Linked DNA regions of Mus musculus: region 2 is linked to region 1. Evidence: chromatin contacts called from public Hi-C data. All regions are on one chromosome and are shown on one strand. The core of a region is the stretch at or near the end of the contact, and the rest is flanking DNA. Distances in the headings are between cores, read along the strand shown.

The links. A called contact is a pair of places that touch in the nucleus more often than the background predicts.
Region 2: a contact with region 1 is called in a Hi-C map of cerebral cortex, with 2.7 times the contacts expected there. The contact joins the enhancer-like site here to the promoter of Unc5b in region 1. A contact is called at or near these places in 11 of 39 promoter capture datasets (the 3T3-L1 cell line, the C10 cell line, HPC-7-derived erythroid cells and 7 more), 7 of 484 Hi-C or Micro-C datasets (bone marrow-derived macrophages, cerebral cortex, embryonic fibroblasts and 3 more), 13 of 115 datasets of contacts at active chromatin or transcription factors (craniofacial prominence, embryonic basal ganglia, embryonic forebrain and 7 more) and 2 of 9 other capture datasets (embryonic stem cells and pancreatic islet).

The regions. Positions count from the first base shown.
Region 1 is chr10:60,830,015-60,833,166 of GRCm38.p6, reverse strand. Unc5b (unc-5 netrin receptor B) reads left to right here and starts at 1,586. Exons shown (of 17, transcript NM_029770.3): 1 at 1,586-2,080. The coding sequence starts at 2,002.
Region 2 is chr10:61,000,272-61,003,423 of GRCm38.p6, reverse strand. No RefSeq gene overlaps it. Among named protein-coding and RNA genes, the nearest start is that of Gm20611, 29 kb to the left of the region's middle. Within about 2 kb of position 1,568, at least 6 of the 459 cell types and tissues checked have an H3K27ac peak or open chromatin away from gene starts, as enhancers often do. A contact at or near this core is called in cerebral cortex, where this site is marked.

The DNA of each region.
Region 1 (3,152 bases), core at 337-2,836:
GTACACAGGGTGTTTCAGGAAAGGTCATCTTGCACCTGTGCGTCTCTGTTGTGTATTTACTTGTGTGTTCCTTTGCAGGTATGTGTAACTGTCCGAGGGGCGTGTATCGCTGCGTGCTTGCGGTCTGGAATGGGTGGAACAGGCTGGGTGTGCTCAGCCACTGCTGTTGCTCATGCTGTTCCAGGCCAGGATAAAAATAGCCCGTTTACCTTTGCCCACAGAAACCAAAGTCCTGCCTTGGGCGTTCACTCCACCCGGATTCACCCTACTGGGCCTGGGTGGCCAGCCATGATGTGGGGCGTCACCTATAGCCACAGCCTTCTATAGATCTCCAGTCTTCATTTTGTGGAGTTGGGATAGAGGGGGTGTCGAGAAATCCCGCTTTCATTGCCTCCCTCTCCCCCAAACACAGCTAGCATGGATCTTCTTGCTTCTCTGCCCTCACACCACCAACCTCTTAGTCAGCAACTATGGCTCCCAAACCTTTCTTCTCCAATCTAGGAAAAACTTGGGAATACTAGGTTCTTTTGGATACCTCCCACCCTCCCACCCTTCTACCCTCCTACCCGACTTCAGAACCTGGCTAGGCTGCTCTCTTCCTGAAGAAGAGGGCTGATCCAGATCTGCAAAGAGGAAAAGCTTAGGAGGTCAGCAGATAAGGGGTAGGGGCTGCTTCTTTATAGCATTATGGAATTAGCCCGTTAGTGGGCTCCCACATGGAAGTGCTGTGAGCTTCCTGTGAGCGGATGCACAGACATCTCCCAAGTCTCCTCTGGTCACGTAAGCTTATGGGCCCACCTCTGGGTGACAAGGACTTCCTTCAAGAACCTTGGGAAGGGATGCCACCATTTGTGCCCCCACTTTCTACCTATTTCCCACATTCTGCTCCTCAACCCCTTATGAGACAGCTAACATCATTCTTCCCCATTTCACAGGTGACAGTGATGGAGACAGCTAAGCAGCTCCTTCAAGGTCACGCGCTTAAGGAGCAGAACCAGAACCAAGTTTGTGCTCGGAGCAAAACACAGCAGCAGGTTCCCTCCCCACACACGTCCTTTTATTCAATTGGACTGGTTCACCATATCCTAGGATGAGCCATCCTTCCGGATCCCACGTAAAGAGTTCTGTCCTGGGTCGAGGAGAAAAACAGAACCAATCACGATCCTAACTCATGCCCAAATATCCACAGCTGGAACTCCCCAACTACATCCCCCGCTCCACCAGGACTTGAGTGTTTGACATTTTTTCTTAAACACCCCCATCCCCTTTTGAGACCGAATCAAAAGCGAAAGCTGATTCACACCCAAGCTAAGAAGTGTACGAATGTTTATTTCCTTTATTTTTGGAAAGAAAATCCGGTAGACTCCGCCGCTTTCAGCGGACCGGTTTTCCGGTGCTTTGGATCCTGCGTTCTTCAAGGATCCCCTCTGATAAGGCCCCAACTCGGCCGCGCCTACACAGCGGTAGGGTACCCCCCCTCGCTGGGCCCCGTGGCTCCGCCCCCGTCCTCCAGGCCCCGCCTTCTATCGCGTGAGGCCCCGCCCCGGCCCGCTGACTCTAGGGCGAGCGCGCGGCGGCGCTGGGCATTGTGGCCGGCGGCAGGGCGGGCGAGGGCGCGGAGCCGCGGGGAGCGGCAGGGCGCAGAGGGAAGCACACACCCCACTCGGACAGACTTCGCGGCGCGGCCGCTACGAGCGCCGCTGAGCGCACTCCACTGGGATCGCACAACTTCGGAGCAGGGCGCGGACGGCGCTCGCAGCGGGAGAGCGCGGAAAGGGCGCACCAGAGCCGGGATCCCCAGCGGCGTCCGACTCCCGGAGCGCTCCTAGTCGCCGGGCGGCCTCCCGGCGCTGCGCGGTTGCCTCTGCGCCTACGGAGGGCACGGGCTGGCGCTGCCGGGCGCCTGCGAGAACGGCGAGGCGGCGGCGAAGGCGAAGGCGGCGAGGCTGGGGACCGGGAAAGAACCCCGAGGGAGAGGCGCCCGGGCCGGGGGACAGGAGCATGAGGGCCCGGAGCGGGGTGCGGAGCGCGCTGCTGCTGGCGCTGCTGCTTTGCTGGGATCCGACACCGAGCCTAGCAGGTAGGTGCGAGAGGGAGTGGAACACAGGGATGCGGTCCTGGCGCGTCTCAGCGTCCAACTGCAAGTTCGGGTGGTTCTTGGCGGAGTCACTGCGCTCCGAGAACGCCGTGGACGCGTCCAAGTTAAAAGGCAGCTTCGGTGCTCGGGAGAGGGGGCGACGCGTGGCCACCTGGGGTGCCACGTAAGCTCGAAGCTCCCTGCTCCTGCCTCCAAGGGATAGTTGCTTCCCGTGGAATGGGGTCTGATTCACTTCCAAGTGACCCCTGACTATCACGGAAAAACTGTCACTGCCAGGGCCAGGTGTGTGTTCTCTGCGGTTCGCCTGCAACTTAGGTCTGAGTACAGGCTCCCGCGGGCTGCACGCGCAGCATTCTGAGGGTCGCGGACAGAGAGCAGGATACTGCGGAACCCTGGAAGCGCTTCTTCTCGGCCTTTGGGGAGCCGAGGCCCGAAGGCTTTAAGCTACTGAAGGGGGAGGGGCCGACTCCTGTACACCGTGATCTCCGGAGGTGCGGCGCGGGCGGGTATGAAAAGGTTTCGTGGTTGGTGGATTGTTTGGGGGTGAGTGTTGGCAGAGAGTGGAGGGGCGTAATGTATCTCCTTTCGACTTTGCCTATTTTCAATAGGTTATTGGTATTCTCAGTGTCCAGGTGAGCTCGCCTCTGCACTGCACCTGGACCCAGTAAAGATGCTCTTAAGAGGGTTTGGTGGACTCCTAAGTTTATAAAGTCCCCGATTCTCCTCTCATCGCGAAGATGGAAGTGTCTTGCTGGCTCTGTAGTAGCTCGGCTGGGCGTTGCAAAGTGGGCTGCGTCTTCCTTGGAAGGAAAAGTAGACACTCGCACCAACCTCTCTGGTACCCAAGCAGGTGAACTGCCGTTAGGGTGAATCGACTCCCGAAGCTGGTGCGGGGGCTGGAGGGCCACCCTAGACAAAGACCTCCCTGAGCAAAGGCTAAGAATGGGAAAAGGAAACTAGCAGAAAGTATTGAGTTGACACACACCCCACCACCCTCAGTGATGATGGCATCCTCTCTCTCTCCTCCCCACCTCTCTTTCTTCAAGAGCTAAAG
Region 2 (3,152 bases), core at 319-2,818, 170 kb before region 1:
AAATGATGGCCCAGTAAAAGAATATTTTAATGACCCAGGGAAATGTTCACAAGATATTAAAAAAAAAAAAAAAGAAGCTGGAACAGCATGGTTTCTGTGCCCATGACTTTGCTACAACAAATGATTTAAAAAGGGAAGCCCAAGGCCTCTGAGGTTATTTATGAAGTTGGTTCACTTCTTCTGAGGCATCAGCCTCATTAATTCCTGTTCCCACTTGGCTTAGTAGAAAGCAGTAGAATTGAATGTGTGAAGGCCATTTGGAGTGCACTCTGTGCCAATTATGAGCTGGGCGGCCTTAGGGCTCTGGGCCTCACTTTTCCTTATCTGTAAAATGGGCACAACCATCCTGTTGGCATGGTGTTAATGGTAATTAAATGATACACACACACACACACACACACAGAGAGAGAGAGAGAGAGAGAGAGAGAGAGAGAGAGAGAGAGAGAATGGCTGAGAGATTGGAGCTTCTCTCTGAGATTTCGAGCTTGGTTGCATTCTGACCAGATGCTGGTCTTTTTTGCCTTATTGGGCCTCCAGCCAGGACCAGTGATTTTACCTCTCCCTAAGGGACGGAAGAGGACCTCCTCGCTGAGGAAGATGACCTGCGGGGAACTCTGCAGTGGGCAGACCCCCAGCCTGGCTCTTCCCATGGTCACTCCTCTCCAGCAGCCTCCAGACATGTCCATGGGTGAGCCAGGAAGGTGGGCTGAGGAGGTGGGGGTGGAGGGAGCAGGGAGCGGGCACTGGGGCTCCCTGGGATTCACTCTCTGTACCTGGTTTGTTGGTTTTATTCTGTTCAGACTATTTTAGAGGCTGCGTGTCCTCTGCCCACACTTTCTCCTTCCTTCTCTTCCCTTTTTCCCTCTCTCTTCTCCCCTCCCCCCTCCTTTTACCCTCTCTTCCTCTTTCTCCTGATCCGGATTCTGTCAGATAGAATATGGGAAGGAAACAGTGGGGGAGGGGCTCAAGGTGAAGCTCCTGACATGTCATGTACATACCTAAGTACTCTGGGCCCTTTCGAAGGGTGTGCCCACTGCCCCGCTGCTGTCCTGAGACCCACGTTTACAATTCTGGAGACTTCTGCTGGGGGAGTCAGAGACGCGACCAAAGGAGAGTTAGGGCCTGAGACAGTTACCCCAGAGACAGTTAGGGCCTGGGAAGGTGCTGGCCTTCCACAGGACGGAGCTTTACCTGTGACTCAGCACTGCAGGCCACTGTGCTGAGCCACAGGCCGGACACTTTGGCTGCGCCACATCTCGGCCTCCTTCCCTTGCTCTCCCGCCTCCCGTGAGATGTTCCAGCAGACGTGTTCTGTCAGTACTTCTTGTGCCCTAGATCCTTGCCTCGGGCTCCATCCACATCCAGGGGCCAGGACATGAGACAGGCGGGAACCCTGGTGTGCCTCTTCTAAAGATAGCTCACGAGCACTTCACGTGCAGTCTCTGTGCTTAAATAGAACGGCTTCCAAGCGTATTATTTTTAGAGAGAGAAAATAGTTCGAGCGCACCAGGAAGTATACTACAGACGGGATCGAAAGCAGCATCTAGAAACACGCTCTTGAATAGGCGTAGTGTGCGCTGCTGGCGAGGCGCCTCGTGGCAAAGACTAGGTCTGATGGTGCGTGTGCCGCCTCCCAGTCTCCAGCATGGTGCGCTCTAGCTAGACTCCAGCAGAGAACCAAGGAGGCTGGTCATGCCTGCACCTATCCAGGGATACCCCTCATCTAGCCAGCTCCATGGGCACCGTTCCCAGAAGCTTCCCCTAGAGCCCACAGAGAGCCTCATGACTACAGCTCTGGGCTGTATCATGTGGAATCTCTTTACCATGAGATAGCCTCATCAGCTCAGCCTCCTCCAGGAAGCCCACATGGAGTGTGTCGTAGGGTTTTACTGCTGTGAACAGGTACCATGACCAAGGCAACTCTTATAAAGGACTCTTATAAAGGATGAGAGTTCTACATCTTCATCTGAAGGCTGCTAGTAGAATACTGGCTTCCAGGCAACTAGGAGGTGGTCTTAAAGCCCATACCTACAGCGACACACCTATTCAGACAAGGCCACGCCCACTCCAACATGGACACACCCACTCCAACAAGGCCACACCTCCCAACAGTGCCACCCCCTGGGCACTGCAATCCTGGGGGAGCACGTGCAAACCATCACAGAATGCTCCACTCTCAGAGCTCCTCCCCACCCAATGGCTTTGTGATGAGCTGCTGGGACAGGTCCTTGGGGATTGGGACTCTTTGGGGCTGTGTGGGTGCAGATGCTGAAGAAGTATACTCCTTCAGGGTGGGGTGACTTGAGTCATCTGACACCAGCCTTCTTAGCGGCTGTTCATGTGACAGGGTAGGCATGAGTCCCACATCATCCGGTGATCACATCTGTTGCCATGTGGGTGGTATATCTGTGGGTCTCATTTTCTGCTTAACCCAGTGCCCAGGACAAGGCCTGGGATATAGAAGCTGCTCAATAAACACGGTAGACAGAAAATCCCGAGAAGTAGCCACAGGGATGCTCACAGGGGATGCTGTGTATAGGCAGGCTCCTTGCCCATGCTGGTCCAGCATCATTCAGGGAAGACCTAGTGGGGGAAAGGGAAGGAAGGAGGATGTCTGAGGCCGTGAGGGCAACAGGCTCCGAGTGTCAGCATGCCATCATCACTGCAATTACTGCAGACAACAGGGAACTGCCTCGAAGTAACACACACTGCTTATAGTCTAAAAGAACCATTCTCAACCTGGGGATCACTTATCAGATACCCTGCATATCAGGTGTTTACGTTATGATTCATAACAGTGATAAAATTACAGTTATGAAGTAGCAACGAAAGCAATTTTATGGTTGGGGGTCACCACAGCATGAGGAACTGTATTAAAGGGTTGTAGCACTAGGAAGGTTGAGAACTATTGGTCCAAGAGGATTTATGGGAGAATATCTTACCACTCCATCTATCCCTTCCCTTCCTTGAAGCCCCTTTGGGCTTAAGAGTCCAAAATAGAATGCATTATAGTTAAGTGATTGGATGGATCTCAGAAGAGATTTTGAACTTTGGACTTTTAACATTGTTGGTACTACTATAGACTATGGGGACTTTGGAAGTTGAAGTAAATGTACTTCTTAATTATGCTATGGCTAGATATGGCCCCTAAA